Linked DNA regions of Mus musculus: all the other regions are linked to region 5. The links are chromatin contacts, called in public Hi-C, HiChIP or PLAC-seq and promoter capture Hi-C maps. All regions are on one chromosome and are shown on one strand. The core of a region is the stretch at or near the end of the contact, and the rest is flanking DNA. Distances in the headings are between cores, read along the strand shown. Region 1 has its middle 61 kb from the start of Gm36839. Region 2 has its middle 60 kb from the start of Fam50b. Region 3 holds the start of Fam50b (family with sequence similarity 50, member B). Region 4 holds the start of Pxdc1 (PX domain containing 1). Region 5 holds the start of Tubb2b (tubulin, beta 2B class IIB). Region 6 has its middle 17 kb from the start of Gm15908.

Region 1 (3,960 bases), core at 1,382-3,881, 680 kb after region 5:
AAACCCAGGCTTGGAGATGCAGGCGACATGGACTCTTTCCTGAGGACAGCCTCACTGTGGCTTTCTTTGTTTCAGGCTCCTGTTAACCCTAGCTTGATTACAGAGCCCTTGAGATGCTGCTAAAATGCTATACCAGCAAAGACATGCAGGAAATAATGCAAAAACTTAGTTCTTGCCTCCAGGGGAACAGCAGTTTACTCTGAAGCCAAAAGTAAGTGACCAGCCCCAGGAACAGAGATCCAAATTTCCCCCAAATACCACCTTCCACCACAAAAGTGGTTACATGATGATGCTCTATGACTTACAGAATACACTGGTAGAGGCCACAGGTGTGCTACAGCAAAGCAAGTCAATGCCTACTACAGGTTTCAGATGCTGTTTGGTTATAGTTTTAGCTTTTGGATTGGTAGAAACTAATGGTCAGCTAAGAATATATTCTAAAATTTTGGTATGCCACACCCACTCCAGTGAAGTCTGCCTGGCAAGTCCAAAAGCTTAGCCTCAGGCAGTCCTGAGGCAAAAAGCTTCACAGAAACTTGTCTCCTGGAGAGTCTCTGGTATCCCATAACCAGATTTGTCCCTGAAATAGTGTGGAGGGTCTTGCATGTTTTCTTGCAGTATTTTACTGGATAGGAGCTAGAAATCTCAAGGCTAGTTCAAAATAGTAAACTTAGAATTCTCATTACAGACATGAATGGCAGCCTACATTACATAATAGTAGAAAGAAGTGGATTGTGGTTTAAGAAGGAACTGGAGTATTGTATTATTCATGAAAGGATTAGTTCCATTAGTAGAATGGAACTTCTCTGGTGCATGTTTTTCACTAGGCCCAGAGGAATAGCATAGTTAAGTATTTACTAAGAGACCCCTGGTGGTGGGTTTAACAATAGACCAGAATTGCACCTGGGCATATTAGCCCTTTCACCTGGCTCCTGTGAATAGATGATTTTAGGTAGGGCTGATCTTATCTCAGTTGGAAACACTGCCTGGCTCCTGTTAGCTTTTATGTATGCATTTTCTCTGTTTTGTGTAAAAAGCCATTTTGCATCCTGATGTACCTTGGCTGATGTATCGCCTAACTTCCTTATTCTTCCATGTTACAAGTCTGATGCTCGCTTTGAGAAATTACATTCAGATACAGCATTTTCTGTGTGTCAGTGTCTGTCATTTTCCTGCCAACTCCTTGCCCACCTGAGTACCAGGATCCTGAATTCCCCCACGGGTTGAGAGACCCACCGAGTCCAGTCCGCAGCATTGGTAGTCATTAGGATGTTAGATCAGACAGAGGTGTGGGCAATGAATGGATTTCAAAGGAAACTAAAGCTAGCCTGAGATAATTTGGCTTTAGTCAAAAACATTTTACATCTTTATAATCTTGAACTTTACTTATTTGGCCAAGTCAGCTCAGTCAGTCAACAGGTTCTCCAGCACAAGAGTGAGGATTAAAAAGAAAAAAGACAATTAGATAACATTGTAGCCTGACCCCAGCCAGTTCTGAGGCTGAGGCAGGTTTATTTTTTCCCAATCTGCTTTTATAACATTTTAATTACATGCAAGTAATAAGGGCAAATAAACACAAATAGTCAAGGAACAAGCAAGGCAATAAGCAAAGTCCCATGGCCACTGTTTTAGAGGGCATATCAGGATGACCAAGATATCTGAGCCGCCTACTTCCCTGTCCTAGCCCAAAGTCATATTCATGCCTGAAGTCTACTTCTTTTGCTCCACCCTAAAATTAAGATTCCTGCCTCAACTTACTTCCTTGTCCTTGGTCAATGTCAGATTCCTGCCAAGCAGCCCCCAAAGCTCTGCACATTTATTTGGCCTTTCTAGGTGTTCTCTCTCTCTTTCTCCCTCCCCCCACCTCTCTCTCTCTCTCTCTCTCTCTCTCTCTCTTTCTCTCTCTTTCTCTCTCTCTCTCTTTCACACACACACACACACACACACACACACACACACTATATTGTGTGTTTCTTTCTTCTGGGAATTTCACAGAGGTAATGGGGGGGGGGGAGCCTGATAATTTCCAAAGGAAGCTGGTGACTTTTCTCCTGACTTCCAGGTTTTGCCTAGGTATAGGATGAGATAACAACCCCGATATCTGGTTTCCACTGACTGTGGAGATATCTGTGAGTCTCAGCTGAGCAGTCAAGAGGGGACCTGGGCAGCCATCTAGATGCAAGGAATCATTCTTGGACTCACTCAAAGATTTTATGGGCCAAGCTTTCTCATCAAAAGAGCAGCGGCCCGGTGGCACTATGGCAATGTTATCAGGATCTCCAGACATCAGGAGACACCTCAGACTGTCTGAGTAGCTAAGTTTCTAGAAGGAGCTGTCAGCAATTTCTGGCAAAAGTCCACATGGCTGGACAAACTCACCAGCTTTCTAGATTAGCTTGCAGAGTGTTCAGGGCTGGGTGCGACAACACACTTAACTCCCTACCTGGTTCCCAGGGATGAAGGCAACGTTTTCTTTTGCACATTCCTCTTTCCATTTACAAAGAGCCCGTGCACAGGGAAGGAATGAACGTGGAGATCTGCGGATTTGCACTGGGACCAGGGCAGGGGGAGGGGAGCCTAATCCCGGGACCAGCTGCCACTGAAAGGCTGTGTGCAGCAGCGCTGGGGAGCATGCAGACGTCTTTGTTGGCCAGGCAAAGCTGGGAAAATGATTTGATTGAGCCCCGCTGCTGAAGGCTCCGGGAGAAAGCTGGCATTCTTTTTCCTGTTTCAAGGGGGAGGGGGGAACAAATCCATTAAGCAAATGATGCAAGGTTCAGCTCCCACACACTGGCTAAACAGTCACAGGACAGTGGTTTAGAAGCGGCCTTAGGCTTGGCTCCCGAGCCACTTTGACTCCTCATTAATTGGCATTGCCCAAGTGTGGACAAACAGTCCCATAAATAACACACGGATAGCCAGTAGCTAACGGCTACCCTGTCTGTTGTGTGTCGTCTCTACTCTCTTCCTCCCTCCCTCCAGCTTTCAGGAAATGACTTCTTGTCATTCTGGCGGGTCTCTTTTCAAGCAGACTGAGGCTGAGAAGTGAAGCCAATCATTTTCAGCATACATTCCACCGAGCAACACCAGGAAGCTGTTGCTTTGGGGAATGAGGCAGAATACGTCCCACCAGAGCCCAATGAGCAGGCCTCTGTGCCCTGGTCATACTGTGTTTTTCATTCAAAGCCAGTGGCTTCTGAGAGTCTTGACTCAGAAGATCACAGAGCAACATGTGAGCTGGGTGTTTTCTCTTTGTGTGAGGGATGCCTCAGAGGCTGCCGTAGACACTGCCTTAGAGATGTGGCCTCTTGAACAAGGCTGTGCAGGTGAACACAAAGCAGCTGCTCCTCAGGGTAGTATCCTTTTTTTTTTCTTCTGGGAAACATGAGGCATAGCCCTGCCCAACAGTCCTTGAATCTCCATGGATCCCTGTAAGACGAGGGCTGTGAAGATGTTGGGCCTAAGCACATACTTTACTTCCTGGAGTAGGAAAACAACTTCTTTTAATTCTTTTTCCTCTACCACAGGTATTTGACAAGTTCAAAAGTCATTATCTTGGCCATTTGTGTGTGTGTGTGTGTGTGTATATATATATACACATATATATGTATATATATGTATATATATATAATTTGCAGTGGAACTTCCATGCTGACACCACAGAAATCCAGTATCTCATCCACACAGAGGCTCTTCCTTTGATCAGTGTATAATAACCACATCCAGGAGTCTTGGGTGCACAGCTCTGGCCACACTGTGCACAGGCTGAGTCCTCTGAGCCATTGTCTCCATATCTGTAATGTGAGAGACCTGAAACTCATAACTCAGAGAAAGCAACAGGAAAAGAAAAAAGTGTTTCTAAACAGCATGAAGTTGAGCATGGTGGGATAGAGCTGCTGACTTAGAGTTCTCTCTGTTCCCGTAAGTAGCCCTTATAAACTCATTGCTTCCCCAAGGGTG
Region 2 (3,560 bases), core at 16-2,515, 660 kb after region 5:
CCAGGGCAGGGCCTGGCACCCAGAACTAGCAACGGACACAGAGTGACTGTCACAGAGGCTTTAATACCAGTCTGAGACATACTGGCCTCGTGACTTTGTAATAAATCACTGCCTTCTCAAATCTTCATTTTTTCTCTCCAGAACAGGCACAAGAGGGCTGTCAGCAGGACTAACTTGGGTGGAAGTACACACTTACTGTCCAGCGCTGCAGACACATAACAGGTTCATGTCATTTAGTGGCAACACTTGAAAATATTACAAACCACTTAAAACTGCTTATTTTGAACTTTGGGATCGTCTCCTCTGTAGGCATCATAGGAAATGAAAGTGCTCCCTCAAGAAAACGAGCCGTGTCCAGCCTCTGAGGACCTGGCCTTGTGGTATGAAAGGAGGAAGTGGGGAGACTGCCCACTGCATGATGTCTCAAAGCTGGTGAGAACTGAGGTGACCCAAAGATTCCAGAGATCTGTCAATGGTCCAAATTAACATCCTTGGGGTTTTCCTCGTGTGCTGTAATCGAGTGTGGAGGCACATTGGGAGATCGTATTGAAGGAGACTGATTTCTGATAACAGCACCAGTCTAAGAGAAAGTGCACCAGCCCGTAAGCAATCAAAGGGAAGGGAAAAAAACAGAAAAGATTATTCAAGGATTCTCCTCATGGCTCATGTGGGACACTTGTCTGGAGTTTTCTTGTTTGTTTTGTTTTTTAACTTTTTTTTTTTTCACAAATTCCATAGACCAAAAATCTTTCCTCTGTAAATTTCCTCTCTTCAGTACAAAACTCATGTTTACAGAGACCAGGTCAGGGTGTCAATGGGCCACTGCAGGAACACAAAAGCTGATCAGTCCTACTGCCAAGGCCAAAATATGCAACAGATCAAGCTACTCAAACCAGTCACACTTGTCACTGTCCTAAGCACGTATGCCAGGACCCACTTAGGAAGATGTGTGTCACATCCCCTCTACAGGCTCACCAGACTCCAGCGTCAAAGGTGTCTAGCCTCACCAGGTCCCTGTCCCCAGGGAAACAAAGTAGTCACATCTCTAAGACAGGCTCAGAACTTACAAATTGGGTTTCAAGGAAGTCAACACCCTAGTTGTTCTGGAGTGATTTTGAAGTGACAGCTTTTTTTTTTTTTTTTTTTTTTTTAATGGCAGGAACCAAGAGGTGAGCGCCACCTGGTGGAGAGGCTATTTCTCAGTGGCAGTAGGGCACCACCCCCCCAACATCCCTTCTCACTTACTTGGATCCAAGCAACACATTGTGAAAGAATAATTCTCAACATTCTTTTGGAGCTTAAACAACAACAAAAATTTAAGAGCCCAATGTCACACTATTTATTTACAAAATAACACATTCATTTTTGATTGTATGTTTCTCTCTACCTTGGCACTGGAGATGCTGAAATGAGCAGTCTTGCTTATGCTTTGAAGTCCTGAGTCGTAAGGAGTCAGAGACAGATATGAAGCTGAGTAAGTATTGTGATTTCAAACACGCAGCAACAAGAACAAAAATGTTGGAGGTTTAGAGAGAAGGTCTGGGTTCTATAGAACAACAATTGCCACCATGTATGAAAGTCTCCAGAGCCTCTGAGACCAAATGTCCAACCCCCTCAAAGCCTCCCCAGGCTCCCAATGAGTTCCAGCTAGAGCCACACAGTGGCCGCGTTGACAAAGCCAGTTCTGGAAGGGCCCTCTGCTCTCCTTGGCTGGGCTGGCTTGGGTGTGGACACATGGCTTTTCCTCTTACTTCATCTGAGACAGATTGGAATTTTCCAATAGGAATGTTTACAGGGCAACTCAGGGAACAACAAGAGCACAAAATGAAACACAAAATTATATAAGAACCTGCTTGATGAACAAAGGTGACAGAAACTCCAGCACAGATTTGCTAGACAGGAAGAAGCTGGTGTGTGCATCTAGGTCAGGTCACAGATGAGTCTACGTGGGGTAGATTAGAGAGCCCCGCAGACCATCCTTCAAACTCTTTCCTGGATTCTGTCCTGGGATGAGCTCATAAACTCCATGTTCCTCGCTTACATGGTCGGTCTTCCTGCCTGGCCCTGAAACCAGAATCTCGGATGGTTTCGTTGTTGTGTATAAGGATAATGGATGTTCTGTACTACATCTGAAAGTAAGGACTTTGGTAGAATCTGTCTTCTGACTTACTGTTTCAATGTTATCTTAAGAAGAGAAAGAATAAAATACCTCTCCTTTAAGGCAGTGTTATTTGGGTCTAAGATAGGTAGTCTGGCCAATGGAGACCATGAGGAGGCAGTGCTGAATTCCAGAAGTTAACTCTCAGGAATGTAGCCACCCAGTGAAGATGCCGAGCAGTGCTGTGGCAACTCTGCCTGCAGTGCTGGGTGCGAGTGTCAGCAAGCTATAAGCAGGTGTCCTCAGGGTACTTTGGGAACTGGGTTTTTGAATCCCTGCTCTGCCTCATTAGCCGCACTTTCCTTGGGCAAGGTTCCGTCTAGGAGAGGATTTGAGCCAGGCATCTTGTGGCAGCTTCTAACAACAGAGACTTCTTTCTCTTGCTTCTGGAGAGTGGAGAAGAGCAGCAGAGATGACCAGCACTGCTGGCTTCTCACTGTATCTTTGCATATGAAAAAAAGGTCTGTAGAACCCTTTGGGGCCTCACCCTTAAGACCTGTGTACTCCTTAAGGCCTCATCTCCTAGCCACTACCTTAATGGCTTCAGTTAAATATTAAATGGAGGCATCCTTACCCATGAAATGACACAGACCACACAGATTGTAATATAAGATATAAGATGGGTTGATTACAGTGCCTGGCAACATAAGTAAGTTCACAATAATTGGTGGTAAGTTTCGCTGCTGTTACTTCCCTGTACCTAATACACAGGCAGTGGACTTTGAGGGAGACATTGTGCTTTACCCTGAAGCAGACCTGGGGAAGGGTAAATTATAGAGGCCAAGTGTTACCACATTCTCCAGAAGTCTATGGATTGACAAAATCCTTTTAAACTACTTTTCTTGCAGTGAAATAGAAAAGCAAACAAACAAAAAACAAACAAACAAACAAAAAGCCTCAAAATCATAGCGACTCAGCTCAGGAAGTCGCCACAATGTGCACACAACTTGGAATTAGAGGTAAGGCTGTGGGACCACAACCCTGCTGGAGCCCCTCTCAATCCTTAGTCTACAGGCATTTCTGGAAGGAAGTAGCCGTCTCTCTGTTTCCTCTTCCTGTCCCACCAAGGCCCTCTGTGCTGCCTGACGTCACTCATGGCTATAATTTTTAATATCTTTAGTTCATGTTTCTTAGGCTATTAGGATATTATGACAGAAATGACCGAGGTACCTTTACCAGGATCCCAAAGCCAAGGCCTCAGCTGCCCTGGAAGAGACCTCTTCCTGAACGTCCTGTCATAGCATGTAATTGACAGAGCTGTGACACACCGTCACCAAAGGTCTGGCTAGAAGCTATAACTTCTAGTCTCTCAGAATGAGGCTGCTTTAGAGATAGGGGCTTTAAAGGGGTTGTTGGTTTGGGTCACTAAAGAGGTAGGTTGATTGAAGTCATTAAGGTGACT
Region 3 (3,538 bases), core at 490-2,989, 600 kb after region 5:
CAGTTTGACACCGCCCACCCACCCCCTTTCCTCCATATTACCTGACAATTTGGAGGCTAAGGTGAAAGTTGGCATCAGCATTTTATTTTCAAACTATCATTCTTTCTAATCTGGGTAAGCTCTCTCTGAGCAGACAGCTGAGCCTGCCTCAATTGTCTTATTACCTCCCGCGGGAGCAGTGAAATTTCTGCCTGTCTTCCATATAATCCTGTTCGGTACACACAGCGCTTTCAGGGACTTCAGTATATTCTCTGGTCCATCAGCCATTCTAAGGCAGTCCCTATATATACTCCCTTGATGGGCCACATTCATTAGGGAAATATATCAGCCCATAAGACAGTGCTACCAGGATCGATCCCATGGATTTCCCTTACTTTCCCCTAAGGCAACTTGCTCAGTCTGAGTATCATGTCTTATCAACCAATAGCAGAACGGGGCCCGTGCTGCTACAGCAAAGAGGCATACTGCTCCATACCACATGGAGAAGAACCTATACTACACAAATGCCCCACTCTTAGATAGCTTAGTTTTAGTCTCATCACCCAGAAGGAAAATACAACGGCTTTTCCCAAAATTATCCCTTACCAGATGGATGCCTAACAACCATCAGAAGCTCGATCAAATGGAGGCAAACATGCTCATGTCTGGCTATTATGATTGCAGCGCAGGACATAGCTGCTGGGCTGGACATTTTACAGTGGGCATCAGACTGAAAAGAGAAATAGCCCAGGAAAGAACATGGCAATTAGTAAGCCTTCCTGTGAATATAACCAGCTCACCAAGCAGACTCAGGGGACAGAGACTAAGAGATTCGAGGGCAAGACCCCTCAGTAGGAGTGTCAAGATTAAAATGTTGTTAGTCATTGTGGTATTGGGTGGCTTCCAGGAATGTATCCAACAGCTATTTAAAGAGCACTTTAAAGAATTGAGTCATGGTGTAGCATATCCACTGCTAATGGAGGCTGAGGCAGGAAGATTGGAAGTTAGAGGCTAGCCTGGGCTGCATAGGAAGACTCTGTCTCAAAAACAAAAACAAAAACACAGCAAACAAACAAAGAAGAACATTTCATAGAAATTTGAAATCCCTTGAAATTGAGTAGCTCACACATGAAAGAAATTACTAGGTTTCTTGCCCCAGTTAGAGGGCTTTTGTAGAGTTTCCCCATATTCAATAGTTTTAAGACAACACCACACTGAAGTTGTGAGCTCTGAAATATTTTCTCTTTTTTTTTCTATTTATTTATTTATTGAGGAATAAAGTTCTATCATTTTATATCCTTATAAAATTTTGAAATTAAAAAGCTTTTCTAAAACCTGAAAGTTATTCTGATCAACCATACTATACCACATGCAAAATGGAGTCAGAGCTTTCTGTCTCCTCTGTAGCTAAGATCACTAATGAGTTATTGTATGAAAAGGCAATAAAATCATGCTGTCTGGAGAGTGCCAATACTTTCAGACTAGTGTATCACGTAAACTCTTTAGTAACAACCTACACACAAAAATTTAATCTGTAATAATCAAAGGCCCAAGTGAGCAACGACAGTCCAGGAAAACTTCATGGGAGGATTGCATTTCAGTTGTCAGGAGATCAGACGCTGGCAGCAGGACTGCATCCATCAGTCAGTCCAAGTCGGCAGTTATACATGACCACCACCTGATTGGCCCAATCTCTGTCCTGATTGGTTAGAGCCTGCCCTAGCAGTTGGCCAATGTTTTGCATATTTTCTGTGTCAGTTAGAACAAACAATATTCGCAAAAGCACCAGAAGGAAGAGTCTTGGCTCATACATCAAAAGGTGAGGGGACTGGCTTGAATCCAGCTGGGGCAGATGTGGGAGGTACAGCTCTTTAAACTCGAGTAAAACCAATTGTGAAGGGAGTTGAATGTTAGAGGAAAGGAATTTGTCCATTATCCTGCAAGCAGGGGAGACTAATGAGCCCTATCGGTGACATAATATCAACATTTTTATTGTAATTTAGGAATCACAAACTAGCAGGAAGGAGGAAGATGCCTTAAAGGGCTATGACATATGCACTAGGAAAATAGAAATTGGGGCTTGTTCTCTCTATTGGTTGCTTTTCACTGCTGTGTCAAAAGCAACCTAAGGAGGAGGAAAGGGTTTATTTTGATTGACTGTTTGACTCACATTTAATCCTGACAGCAAGTTGGCAGAAGCACGGAGTCATGTTGTTTCTGTAGTCAGAAAGCCGAGCAAGATAAGGACTGCGTTCATCTGCCTTTCCCTATTTCTCCTTTCTACTAGGTCTGAGACTCACGCCCATGGGCATGGTAAGGCCATGTTCAAGATGGTTTGTCTTTCCTCAGTTAAATCTTTCTGAAAATACTCCCACCAGACAACATGCCAAGAGCTGTGTATCCTAAGGTTCCAAATCCTGTTAGTTGACAAGATTAACCATTACATGAGTCTCACCTCCTTAACTCAGGTCTGATACTGTTAGCTTATAGTACTGAAAGCATACTGAAGGCTTCTTGTCTCTGCTAGATTGCTCTGAACTCCTCTTTTCTGCCACTGCAGCAGTAGGTGGTTATAGCCAAGTGTCTTCATGCTGGGTACCTGAGGATGTCTGTTCTCTCTCTCTCCCCCCCCCCTCTCTCTCTCTCTCCCTCCCTCCCTCCCTCCCCCTCTCTCTCTCCCTCTTTCCTCTCTCTCTCTCCCTCTCTCCCTCCCTCTCTCTCTCTCTCCCTCTCTCTCTCCCTCTCCCCCCCCTCTCTCTGACTACTCCAATGCAGAGGCAGTAAACTTGACATATAGAACTGTTGATACCCAGAGTGACTATCAGCCACAGAGACTAGGAAGGAGGACTTAGATAAATGCTTTCTTCATCCCATGGTGCTGGAATTTATTTCAGAGGGCTCCCCAGAGTTCCTATAGTATCTAGCATTTCTGTCCTCTAGACTTGGAGTGGAATGTGTTGGTCCCAGATTGACACTTCTAGATTGCAGTAGAATGTTGAAGTTGTGGGACCTAATGGGGACTGTGAGACACTGGTGCCCTTCTCTTTCTCTCTGCTTCCTGGCTGTCCTGTCATAGCTTCCTCTGCTATGCACTCCTGCTATGACATACTGCTTCACTACAGCCTCCAAACAGTGAGGTCAATTGACCATAAGGTGAAGCTCTCAGAAATATGAGTCAAAGTAACCTCACTCCCCACATAAGCTCTCATCTCAGGCATGTTGTTACAGTATCGGAAAGCTGACTGACTGAAATACAGTCTATTGACACTACGATGTCATTGTCTCTTTATAAGGTAATGCTTTTGTGATCTTATCTTCAGAGAAAACAAAAGGTTCCAATTCCATCTTCCCTGTATTATGAGTGATCAAAATGCTTTTCTTTCATGTATGCTATGATTTTGATTCCACCTGCCCAGCTCAAGGGCAGACCCTGATTGACTTACCTGAAAGGACAATTTACCATTTTTAACCGCAACCTGTCCACAATTAGTGGGCAAAGCAAGGAGAAACCAATCAGGAAATCTGGGGCCAAAAGCTTAAGGAACCAGAGAAGACAGCA
Region 4 (3,881 bases), core at 995-3,494, 520 kb after region 5:
AATACTTCCTTTACTCTGGAGAATGTGCAGCTACACTGCAGGGCCTGTGACTCCAGATGGTTGCATACATGCAAACGAGGCCAGGTGAACAAGGGTAAGATGGTTTCCTCCCTTCTGCTTCAGGGAAGGCCTTTTCGCCTGTGACTCCACCCTGAAGTCACATCCCTTCCCGCACTCTCTGCAACCAGCGCCCCTGGCCAGAAGGCACCAGTAGTAAACAAGTGTCCTTTACAGACGCTTATTGTCACCAGATACAGCCTGGCGGTTCACCCCTCACAAAACCCCACAGGCAACAGGTATTCTCATAGATGATTCTAGTCTGTGGTCACAGCAGAGCTCTGGGAACTGCTCAGAGGGAGAGCCAGAAAGTTCAACTTGTTTATGGACAGCCTTATTCCAGAAGAAGCCACTGAGTAAACCAGCGACCCTTCCTGATGCTTTCCTGACTCAGACATTCATTTGTTAAATTAAAACTACAACAAAGAGCGAATTTAAAGCAATAAAAACAGGCCTAATCTTGACAACGTTGCTCAGCCACTGGGAGCGGCTGGGATGGAGATCTAAACCAGGCTTGTCACTCCGGGCCTCCACACTCACTTGCTTTTGGGAACCTGTCCAAATGATGTGTCTGCCAGGGGATGTGTCATGAGAATGGAGCTAATTATCCACATAAGCCACACATTGGTGGAACCTATCACCAGAGGGAAACGGAGGTTATCTCAAGACCTTAGCCAGACAGGCGGCCAAGGAAATGCGTACTGGCTAACCTTGAGTAACTTTGCCCCAAGCTGTCACAGGATGACTGCTTTGAGGACTTGGGTCCAAGGGTCTCAGAGCCCCGGGAGGCCACGTACTGGGGGGAAGTCTGCTCAGAAGCTATATTGATCCCTCCTGCCCTACCGCTTACCCGGCTCTTTGCCTCACATTTTATTCTTCCCCCCTCCCCCGTCTCTATCAAGGTCTCTCTCCAGTTTCCTCCACTCTTCCAGTCCTTTTGCTGTCCTTAGGAAGCAAAGGGGAAGCCACTGCTGTTTGAGAAAAACAACAGTCACAGCCAACCAGGACCGTCACACGGCCTGAGAGGAGGCGGCCATGGCTAATCAAATCCGAATGCGGACCCGGCTCAGGGGTGGGGACCCTGGGTTGGCCGGACAGATCCAGGCGGGGCGGCCTCCTCCTAGGAGAGGTGGAAAAGATTGCTGCGTGGCACCTCGCTTTCAGGCTCAGCTGTCCCCGGGGCAGAATACAGATGGGGCCTCTACTGGGCAGGACCTGAGCAGCGATCATACCTGCTGCGATCACCCCAGTTTCGATACTCTATAACGGTCTCTACCCTTTCCAGCAAACCCATTCCAGCCTCTACTGGTTCTCCACAGCAGCTGGGACCCAGTAGCTGTCAGCTCTGGATGTCGCCTCCGCTTCTTCACTAGAGGCTCGTTCTTTGGGACAGTCAGGCGAGAGTCCTGCTGACCTTGTCCCTTTCCCCAGCCATCTCATTTATCCTCCAAGAGTGTGCGCCCCAGACTCCGTGCCGGTTCCCAGCCCTTTCTGAACGACCATTCAGGAAAGCCGGGGTCTAGGATGTCCTCCGTCAGGTGCCGAATAGTAGAGTTTTAAGTAACTCTTCCCGCGGACTTCATCGCACTTGGATGAGCTCCTCACTAAGTTCCTCCCCCACAAAGCCCCTCCCGAAAACCGCATCTCCCCGCATCCCCCGGTGCCCCCAGTCCCGCAGCCCCGCACCTTGCCGCAGCGGCGTGCGCGCCAGCTCAGACCGGTCCTCGGGGAAGGCATCGCGGAGGCGCTTGCACAGGCGGCCCAGGTCGGCGAAGCTGCGGTGCAGGTAGAGCACGCTGCGGTCCGACCACTCGGTGCGGATTTCGAAGAACTCCTCCTCATCGCCGCGCCTGCTGACGATGAGCCTGCGGATCCCGTTCACCCAGCAACCGCGCACGAACATGTTCACGAGCGACGTGCCCTCAAACACCGCCGAGGCCATGCCGCGGGCGGCGCATGCCCCTGCCGCCGGGGGCGCCCTCGGCCCCCGCCTGGGGTCCGCCTGGGCAGAGTGAGTCCTGGCAGGGGCGATCAGGGGTTCTCCGTGGGACGCGCTCGATTCCCGCAACGGCGGTTAAGAGTCCCCGTGGGGGAGAAGTTGGTGCCCCGCGAATACGCCGCAGCTCTGCGCTCACTCTGGGGCGGCTACGTGTGGCCCGCGCGCTCAGGGCGGCGCCGCCAGGAGTCTGTGGGACTGAACGGGCTGCGGCTTTATAAGGCACTTCCCATCGCGGGCGGCGACGTCGAGTCCCGGCTGCGGCGCCTCCCTCCTGCCTCCCGCTGACCCGCCGCGGGCGGTCCCGGCCCAGAGCTGCACGCAAATCGCCTCCTCCCTGGTCTGCCAACTGCTAGGCGAGGCTGGTCCTGCGCTCTCCCCGCGCGCAAGGCGACTTTCTCCTCGTTCCCACTCTGGATCCTCGGGATTCTCCAGCCCCGAGTTGAGCACTCTGCCAGGCCCACACGGGGGTGGGATCGACACGTCGCTGGAGTCCAGAGTCCCGGGGCGGCGCCGCATGGGGCGGGGACGCGGGCTCAGACCAAGCGGGAATCCGGGCAGAGGGACTGGTGCTGGTCCCCGCGCCGCCCTTGACTCGCCTGGTCTGGGCCGGGACTCGGGCTGACCCGCCCCGTGTCCCATCGGTTACCGGCGACTCCGCCCCGGGTCCTCCCGCGCATTCCGGTCGTGCCTTAGCTTGACGGAGGCCCGGGACGAGGCGGGACAGACAGACCAGAAGGCAAGACCGTGTGGTTCTTAGAAGAGGATCCCCAGGAGGGTTGTCCGCCAAAAGAATATGGGACAGAATTGTAGGAGACCGGGGTCTCCCCGGAGAGAGCAACTCAGGAGGAGCTTAGGAAGTCCCCCTTGGCAGAACGACCCACAGAGAAGGAATGTACCGCATGGCTCCCAATTGAAAAACAGTGTCTAGCATTAAGAATTGTAGCTTGGTTCCAGACATTCTTCTACCTACAACCTGGGAGAAAGACTATGCTTTTTATACGCTTCTAAATAGTCAGTGAACAAAGACGTTAGGCAACAGGTATTCCTTCTCTGGACCTCACTGACCCTGATTTCCGTTGACCGGTCATCCCCGGCAGGGGGCGGGTACTTAGATCGCTCGTGTCACTGCAGAAATCAGTCCTCCTATTTACCAAAAAGTTCTGCTCAGGCACGCCTATGCCAATCCCCACTACTGCCTGGAGCCATGTCCCTTCTGAAGCTGTCTCCTATCACAGCATCATCCCCAGGACCCCCCAGAAATACACTTTTTTAAGCACCCCATCTTTAGGGTAGAGTTTGCTGGGTGGGAACAACCAAGTCTCCAGTTCAGTTCGCTGCTGCTCGAGTGGCCTAGCTCTGTGAGGCTAGCCACCACTTTGAGTCTGTCATTCCTGGGCGCTGAAGAAAGTGTTTTCTTATTAATAGAAGTTGCTTCAAGAGATCTGGAAGTAAAACGAGATGGCAGAGTAAAAGCAGTCACTGTTGGGAAGTCACTGGTTAGAACACGCTATCTTTTATGCCGCTTAGATCATTCATTAATCACTTTTCTATACAGCCTAGAAACTTCATTTTACTACTTTAAAAAAAAAAGATGATAGGGGTCTGGAGTGCCTCACGTATGTAATTCAAGTAGCCCAGGCAGGGACAGGAAGACCTTTTAAAGCTGGAGGCCAACCTGGGATACCACAGTGCTTTCCAGGTTAACACACACACACACACACACACACACACACACACACCTCAGAACAAGAATAAACACCAAGTCCCTATTCTCTGTGATATAAGATCTCACTTTGTAGCCCAGGCTGACTCAAACCACTGATCC
Region 5 (3,686 bases), core at 1,146-3,645:
GGGCTCGGTACTGCTGGCTGCCCCGGCTGGTCAGAGGTGCAAAGCCTGGCATGAAGAAGTGCAGGCGTGGGAATGGCACCATGTTCACGGCCAGCTTGCGCAGGTCTGCGTTCAGCTGGCCTGGGAAGCGCAGGCAGGTGGTCACTCCACTCATGGTGGCTGACACCAGGTGGTTGAGATCGCCATAGGTGGGTGTGGTCAGCTTCAGGGTGCGGAAACAGATGTCATACAGAGCCTCATTATCGATGCAGTAGGTTTCATCTGTGTTCTCTACCAGCTGGTGCACTGAGAGGGTGGCATTATAGGGCTCCACCACAGTGTCAGAGACCTTGGGTGAGGGCATGACGCTGAAGGTGTTCATGATGCGGTCTGGGTACTCCTCTCTGATCTTGCTGATGAGCAGGGTCCCCATGCCTGAGCCAGTGCCTCCCCCCAGTGAGTGGGTCAGCTGGAAGCCCTGAAGACAGTCACAGCTTTCTGACTCCTTCCTCACCACGTCCAGGACAGAGTCCACCAGCTCGGCCCCCTCTGTGTAGTGGCCCTTTGCCCAGTTATTTCCTGCACCACTCTGGCCTGAAAGAGCAAAGGAGGATTAAGTCAGCCATGATTGGGAAAATTCCTTCTTTAAAAAAAAAAAAAAAAAGAATCACCTCTCAGATAAGGCTATTTCAAATTATTATCAAATGGCCAATAAATAATAAAGCAATAAACTATTTGGTTATCAATACAATTATAAATGAGTTAACAGAGCACACCTGCCTTTGAAAAAGCTAAGATGCAATTGCCTCAAAGCCTGATAAGGCTTAGGCGCCACTGCTATGTATGCTCCCTGTCTATCACACTCCTCCACCCTTTGTGCTAGTGATAATTAACACCTTGTGCTCTTCTGTCTTCAGCTATGCCACATACTCACCGAACACGAAGTTGTCCGGCCTGAAGATCTGCCCAAATGGTCCAGACCTGACTGAGTCCATTGTGCCTGGCTCCAGGTCCACCAGGATGGCCCTAGGCACATATTTATTACCTGCAGAAGAACAAGAGCTGGCTTAGCCCTCCAGGCAGTATCTTCTATAGAGTAGGGCTCGGTCCCACCTCCTTCCTGTTTGGTGGTACCCCCAAACAAAGAAAGGTCTATTATGACCAAGCTTTCAAAGGGTTTGGTTGGCACAGAAGAGGCTACCCCACCCCAAAAATGGTCATCCTAAAATAAGCCACCTTCTCCTGGGTTCAAATAAGAGCAGAGCTTAGGGATGCCAGAATTGAAGATGGGGTGTTAAAAGTAATTACCAGTTGCTTCATTGTAGTATACATTGATTCTTTCCAGTTGCAAATCACTGTCTCCATGGTAACTTCCAGTGGGGTCTATACCATGCTCATCACTGATGACCTCCCAAAACTGTGACATAAAAAGACTGTATTTAGCTATGCACAACCCTACCCCCAATCTCAATGAGCAGCCCCCCCATCACCCACAGTTTTGACAACAGGACGTTGCCGAAGCTTTAATGAGTGGCATGACCCAGGCACAGCCTTAGGGCTTGCATTGTAGAGGATCAGAAAGTTGAAACTGGGCGGTTTCCCATGAGAACAGCTGCTCTCAGCAGGAGGTAGGGTGTGTGTGTGTGTGTGTGTGTGTGTGTGTGTGTGTGTGTGTGTGTGTGTGTGTGTGTGAAAAAACAGCCCAAGCTGGGTTGGCAAGTCACAGCCACCACTGGCAGCTGGAGACAAACGCGCTGGGACTATAGGCAAGGAGAAAAGGGGGCCGGCGGGGAGAGTGAAGCGAGGAAGCTGTAGGGTGATGTTTTAAATTCAAAGCACGTTCAGTGACCGTCTGGCAATCGTTCTTCCTCCCCTCCCCCGCAGCTCGCCTGGTGATCAAGCGAGTAAAATCAATTCTCCTGTGTCGCGGCCCCTCCCTAAGACCGGCATGCACAGCCTAGCAGACACACCCACGTCTTCTTTAGGCACTCGTGGCTATTAGGGAGGAAAGAAAATGGGGCAGCTCAAATTCCGAATAGTTCCAGGAAAAATGAATGAGACCCCTTTGCTTTAAAGTCTCCTCTGAGACCACGCCCATCCGACTGCACAAAACCGCAAGTCAGGTCCGCCGTTGGTGAGTCCTGGTATTTACCTAGAGCCGCGCCTCATTTTGGACCCCACCTATCCCGAGGGGAGCTCCGTTAGGGTCCCTCCCTCACCCCCTAAGCAGTGAACCCACCTTGGCACCGATCTGGTTGCCGCACTGGCCCGCCTGAATGTGCACGATCTCTCGCATGGTGCCTGGTTAGCTTCTTGCTGTCTTGGGTCTGTGTCAGTGGGTCTGATGATCCTCCCCTTCCACACCCACTGCTGGGCCACCTGGAACTTACTCCGGAACCGACGGGCTACGGGCTGAGGGCGAGGGCCGGGTGGGTTCGGTCTTTTATGTAGGGAGGGTGGGGCGAACCAAAAAGACCGCGCCCCCCAGCCAAAGCCCCCAGTCCCGTTCTCGCTAGCGCTCTCCAGGCCGGGTTGACGTAATGCTCTGAGCCCCAGGGACGGTCTTGGGGGCTGGACTATGGGCTTGTGGCCAATCAGCGCGGGCGTGAAGACCTTGCGAGGAGTGGGGCTTCTTGGGAGAAGCTGGGGCCTGAGCATTGTCTCGGACTTGAGAAGGGCAAGCTGAGTGTGGGGAACTGGGAACTGGGAGCGTGAAGACTGCGGTAGTGTGGCGGGGCGGGGTGATTTAGTACCATAGGCTGGGGATGGAGAAGGGGCTGCTAATGGGTGGGTGCAGCAGGTGCAGTCCGGTGTTGCGAGTGAGCACTGGTAGGGAGCTTTAGGGTCATTTGCGTTACTTGAGCAATTCCTCTTCTTACTCTGAGCAGGCTTCGCCAAGCCAAAGCACTTGGCGAGAGTAGTGCCTCATTCTTCATCCCTGGAGGTCAATGTCTGTCCAGGCGCACACGCCCATTACATACAACTTTAGGAAAAGACTAGTGATCCTACGAAAGCGAGTGTAATTGGAAAAAAGAAAAATCCAAAAGATCATAACTTTGGACACTTTGGAGCATCTTAGACTTGCCTTTGTCTTTATTGACTATGCTTGTTCCTCTGCTATAGTAGCAGCATTTAGTGGTAGAAGGACCTCTGAGCCTAGCCCTGCCTCGCACACTCCAAGAATACTGTGCTCGCTGCCTGATACCAAAGACTCCTTTCACCCTGTGATTGGCTTTTGTTCCTCCTGAGTGATGGGGTGGGTGTGGCAGGCCGCAGTGTGTGAACTGTGTTGCCGGCAGAGTGAGGGTGGAGTCCTGGGGGCGGGTCTGTCAGGGAAACAAAGGAGTTCACAAAAGCGTGGGATGTATTCCACAACTGAGTGTTTAAAAGCCAGTCAGGCGCTGTCCTTCCAGTATTTAGTTCATCCGTTGTTAGAAAAGAAGGTTCTGAGAACCTTCGACGCCTAGAGCATTCTTACCTTCATTTGCAGTGACTAAGAGGTCCCAGCCTTGGTGCTGCGGATGGAGAGGAGGGGGACACGCCTAAAAACTGCAGCGCGGTGAGCTAGCCAGAGACCACCGCAGACTCAGGCGCACTCACATCAGCGCGTGCGCAGACGCGATGCATCAGCTCTCCCTTCAAACCCGCATTTTCTAGGTATTCGAGGAAGAAACTGATCCCTTTGTGAGCGTATGTGAAATAAACCT
Region 6 (3,738 bases), core at 471-2,970, 540 kb after region 5:
TTCCAGCCAGATGGTGTTGACTCAGACAAGATAGCCCTGCTTGTGTCTTTGCATTCCTTCAGCTTGTTTCCCAATGTGGCATTGTTAAGAAGTTGTCTTGCCTAGTTTACTTTCTATTTTTTGTGATTAAACACCAAGGTCAAAAGCAACCAGCTTAGGAGAGGGTTTGTTTTAGCTTACAGATGTCGTCCGCCATTACAGAAAGTCAGGGTAGGAACTTAATGGCAGGAACCGGGAGGCAGGAACTGATGCAGAAGCCATAAAGGAGTTCTGCTTACTGCTTGCTCTCATGGCTTTCTCAGTTCCAGGATCAGCCACCTAGGGTTGGCCCCACCCACAGCGGGCTGGGCTCTCCCACATCAAGCCAGTGTGATGGAAGCATCTTCTCCATTCAGGATGCCTCTTCCAGATAACTCAGCTTGTGTCAAGCTGACAAAAAACTAACCAGCACAGAGGTGGTGTACCTTTGAAAGGTGGAGCATAGAAGAAAGTATTCAGGGTATTGGTGATGTATCTTCCAAGGAGCCTACCCTCAATCTTAACCCTGAGGGGAACAGTTTTGCACCATCATGTTTCTACCTTGATTTCCTGCCTCACCACAGGCTCAAGACAACAGTCATGATTCAGAAGCTCCAATAAGCCATTCCCTCTAAGGTGAGTGTGGCCAGTATCTGTGATAGCAAGAGAAAGCCTGGGAAAGCATGGAGTTCTCTGTTCCCACTACCGGCATGTCTGGCATCTCCAATAAGTTCATATATCAGATTTTAGCTCCACTATGGCTGCATTTTCAAAGTCAAGGAAGTCTGGAGGGTAACAGGAGCAGCAGTCCCCACAGCCCCAACTGTAATTAAAGCGAGTTCTTCAGAGCCCAGCCACGCTGCCTGGGCTTTCTAGAGGATGCGTCCTGGAAAGTAAGGCTAGGGTCCTCCCTGTATGGCATGCTAATCATTCCTAAAATATTTGATTTATTTATTTTATTTTTCATTGCATTGTTATAATGGTATTGGGGATTGAACCAAGCCAGGCCCTATACACGTGGATCACAAGCGGTATCACTAAACACCACTCCAAGGCAGACAGTTTATTTCTGCCCCTATTTCCCCATCCACTATGAAAGTCACATTCAGACTGAATGCTCGATTCAAGGCTCATTTCACACGAAGCTTTTTAAAATGCATTTTAAACGACATATTGGATTTGTCAAGGGAGATCTCTCCTGTCCTTCCTTCTTATAAAATTCACTTACAGATTTTAGTCATTTTAGTCATTCTGTACCCTATAAAGGAAAAAAAAAGCCATCACGAGAAGAAGCTACAGATAGTGTCCCAAATTTCCAATTCCGTCCCTCTGATAAAGAGTATTATCATTGAGTCTCATACTTCTGCTGTCCGAGCTTCTGCTGAAATATGCAAATCGTAAATATGCTAATCGCAAAATATGCTAACCATTCCAAGCAGTTCAGAGCATTGTGTCTGCAAGGAAGGTGGAGATATAAAAACACAATCAAGTCGAACACTGTGGTGAGAGAAACCATGCCTAACCACAGGGGATAAAGAAGCAAATGGCTGGTTCATTCTTCTCCTGCATTCAGAGCCTCCTTGCTTAGCAGCTTGGTGGGCTCAGCCCTTCCGTATTCTGCAGAGCCACCCAGGACTGCAGGGGAAGTGAGGGGTCCTCTCAAGGGGGCAATTCTCAAGCATTTTCTCCCAGGGAAAGAGAAATCTAAAGATTGCTTGCTATGAACGTGTGCCCACTGTATTTGCATAACAGCTACCTGGAGGTCCCGGGAGCCCATTCTCAGCTTCCTGAAGGGTATAGGAAGTCATTTTAATATGCATTTTATTCTGTGTGATGGTTGAAGCTTGAGCCTCTAATCTCATTACCAGCCTGTGTGCTTCCAGTGAGTTATTCTTATGTCTTCAGAATTGTACTGCCTGTTTGTAAGCCCGGCTAACAATTCTGTTTTCATTGCTGAGAGATGTTCAATAGAGAAATGCTTTTGGCGGGAATTAAATCAAACATCACAGCAGGACTCGACAGGGGCTGGAGTTATAAAACTCCTTTTTTGGAGCATTCTTCTTCACCCTGACAACCTCACAGGAACTATGTTAAGCCGGTTAAGCCGGCTTTGATGAGTCCCATTCACCGGATGGCCAACCTGACCACGCCAAACAAGAATAATGACCAGACATGGAGTGAATGCTCAATTACTGACACACTAGCTGAAGGAGATGGGGGGCATATGTAAACAGCCCCCTTCATCCTGGCCGGAATCACCAGTCCCTTAGCCACTCTTGGGTTTTGTACCGTGGCTACCATGGTATGATCAATCAGTTGATTTGTGTAAATGTCTCATACCTTCTCCACACAGAAGAGACAGATCTGAGATACAGAACAGTATCTGTCTCATCAGGTAAGAATTAACCCATGTAAAATCTCCTCACTTAACTTCATCCTTTAGAGCCTCCCAGGCCTTCTGTTTTTTTTTTTTTTTTGTTTTGTTTTGTTTTGTTTTGTTTTGTTTTGTTTTTTTTTTTGCAGGCTATCTAGGATTGTATAGGGGAAAGGCTAAGCTCTCGGATTTCCCCTCCTTTTGACTGGCATCTGCCAACCGACACACCTATTTCTCTTGTTGCCCCAGAAACCTGTTTTCTGACAAGGTGGGCAATCCTCACCCCATGTTCATCCTGGTTAATATCTTATTAAAACCACAGGCACTCAGCATCCTTCTCAAAGACTCTGGACCTTGGATCTATTTGAGAACCATAGGTCTCCATTTGGCAAGCTCACTGCCTGAGTCTAACAATGGCTTGACTGCATTCTCCACAGACTCACATGTGGAAGCCAGGTTGTCACTGTGAGGCAGGAGGAGGGGAGAACCTTTAAGAGGTAGACTCTAGTGCAAGGGGATTAAGTTATTGGGAACACTTCCTTTGGAATGCATCAATGCTTGTCTTCTGGAGGGAATTACTTCTCATAAGTGCAACTTGTCATAAAAGAGCACAGCTGGTCTCTGGCATCCATCTCACCGATTGACTATCTCATACGTATTCCTGCCATTGTGGTACTGAAGCACAATAGAAAGGCAGGGAAAAATTAGGTGCTATGAGAAGAGAGAGGAGCCTCTCATCCTGGAAGCCAATTGAAGTCTCTTGTCAACAAAGAAGCAAGAATTTCAACACAATTCACGACTGCTCAAAGCATTTCTCCTTTTCCAGCTGTAAGCCTAAAGTATTACTAGTAACCACACCAAAAAACACTATTTAAAAGAAAAGGACATATTCTAAGCTCCTGTCCAACTATAACGACTCCTGGTTTTACCCCCTTATCAGATTATACTTTCACCTAAAGCATCTTATTTAAATCAGATTTAAACTCCCTCATTCAACTCTCATACTAAAGAAAAAGAGATGGAAAAAGGTTTTAAACAACCTTTTGAGATATAGTATGAAAGCCATCAAAATGGTAATTGTAGTTAATATCAAAACAATTAATTGTGGCTGTCCTTCAAGGAACGCATACCCACACTCGAGTCTTAGCCTCTGAGACTCTGTCTGAGAAGCTCATGCTCTCAGCTGTGTCTCTCTTCACTGCTATAGCTATTCCTGAAATTCAGTGTTGAAGTCATGACTCTCAGTCTGACTGGCGTTACAGTCCCCAAGCTCCTTGGGCTGCTGGAGGTGACAAGGTAGAGCTGTGGCTCTGTCCTCTCACTGCTAACAATTCCATCTGCTAAGA

The links. Promoter capture Hi-C pulls out the DNA fragments that hold promoters and counts their contacts. A called contact is a pair of places that touch in the nucleus more often than the background predicts. HiChIP or PLAC-seq counts read pairs in DNA pulled down with a chosen protein or histone mark.
Region 1: an H3K4me3 HiChIP or PLAC-seq map of neural tube shows a contact between it and region 5, with 3 times the contacts expected there. The contact joins the enhancer-like site here to the promoter of Tubb2b in region 5. A contact is called at or near these places in 2 of 39 promoter capture datasets (the SN4741 cell line and cranial neural crest) and 4 of 115 datasets of contacts at active chromatin or transcription factors (astrocytes, embryonic forebrain, neural tube and 1 more).
Region 2: a Hi-C map of B cells shows a contact between it and region 5, with 5 read pairs. The contact joins the enhancer-like site here to the promoter of Tubb2b in region 5. A contact is called at or near these places in 2 of 39 promoter capture datasets (the SN4741 cell line and cranial neural crest), 1 of 484 Hi-C or Micro-C datasets (B cells) and 2 of 115 datasets of contacts at active chromatin or transcription factors (astrocytes and embryonic forebrain).
Region 3: a contact with region 5 is called in a promoter capture Hi-C map of liver, with 3 times the contacts expected there. The contact joins the promoter of Fam50b here to the promoter of Tubb2b in region 5. A contact is called at or near these places in 5 of 39 promoter capture datasets (the 3T3-L1 cell line, the HPC-7 cell line, cranial neural crest and 2 more), 1 of 115 datasets of contacts at active chromatin or transcription factors (pancreatic cancer cells) and 1 of 9 other capture datasets (adipose tissue).
Region 4: a contact with region 5 is called in a promoter capture Hi-C map of pre-B cells. The contact joins the promoter of Pxdc1 here to the promoter of Tubb2b in region 5. A contact is called at or near these places in 8 of 39 promoter capture datasets (the C10 cell line, the HPC-7 cell line, cranial neural crest and 5 more), 1 of 484 Hi-C or Micro-C datasets (B cells), 14 of 115 datasets of contacts at active chromatin or transcription factors (craniofacial prominence, embryonic basal ganglia, embryonic hindbrain and 7 more) and 1 of 9 other capture datasets (adipose tissue).
Region 6: a contact with region 5 is called in a promoter capture Hi-C map of pre-B cells. The contact joins the enhancer-like site here to the promoter of Tubb2b in region 5. A contact is called at or near these places in 1 of 39 promoter capture datasets (pre-B cells) and 5 of 115 datasets of contacts at active chromatin or transcription factors (embryonic basal ganglia, embryonic hindbrain, embryonic limb bud and 2 more).

The regions. Positions count from the first base shown.
Region 1 is chr13:34,812,025-34,815,984 of GRCm38.p6, forward strand. No RefSeq gene overlaps it. Among named protein-coding and RNA genes, the nearest start is that of Gm36839, 61 kb to the right of the region's middle. Within about 2 kb of position 2,632, at least 102 of the 459 cell types and tissues checked have an H3K27ac peak or open chromatin away from gene starts, as enhancers often do. A contact at or near this core is called in astrocytes, embryonic forebrain, neural tube and 1 more, where this site is marked.
Region 2 is chr13:34,792,881-34,796,440 of GRCm38.p6, forward strand. No RefSeq gene overlaps it. Among named protein-coding and RNA genes, the nearest start is that of Fam50b, 60 kb to the left of the region's middle. Within about 2 kb of position 1,266, at least 32 of the 459 cell types and tissues checked have an H3K27ac peak or open chromatin away from gene starts, as enhancers often do. A contact at or near this core is called in B cells, where this site is marked.
Region 3 is chr13:34,733,111-34,736,648 of GRCm38.p6, forward strand. Fam50b (family with sequence similarity 50, member B) reads left to right here and starts at 1,740. Exons shown (of 2, transcript NM_001382856.1): 1 at 1,740-1,798.
Region 4 is chr13:34,650,437-34,654,317 of GRCm38.p6, forward strand. Pxdc1 (PX domain containing 1) reads right to left here and starts at 2,245. Exons shown (of 5, transcript NM_025831.3): 1 at 1,744-2,245. The coding sequence starts at 1,999. Gm15908 (predicted gene 15908) reads left to right here and starts at 2,487. Exons shown (of 4, transcript NR_105041.1): 1 at 2,487-2,792.
Region 5 is chr13:34,127,959-34,131,644 of GRCm38.p6, forward strand. Tubb2b (tubulin, beta 2B class IIB) reads right to left here and starts at 2,396. Exons shown (of 4, transcript NM_023716.2): 1 at 2,219-2,396; 2 at 1,288-1,396; 3 at 914-1,024; 4 at 1-573. The coding sequence starts at 2,275. Gm36500 (a long non-coding RNA gene) reads left to right here and starts at 2,520. Exons shown (of 3, transcript XR_873221.3): 1 at 2,520-3,686.
Region 6 is chr13:34,668,536-34,672,273 of GRCm38.p6, forward strand. No RefSeq gene overlaps it. Among named protein-coding and RNA genes, the nearest start is that of Gm15908, 17 kb to the left of the region's middle. Within about 2 kb of position 1,721, at least 5 of the 459 cell types and tissues checked have an H3K27ac peak or open chromatin away from gene starts, as enhancers often do. A contact at or near this core is called in pre-B cells, where this site is marked.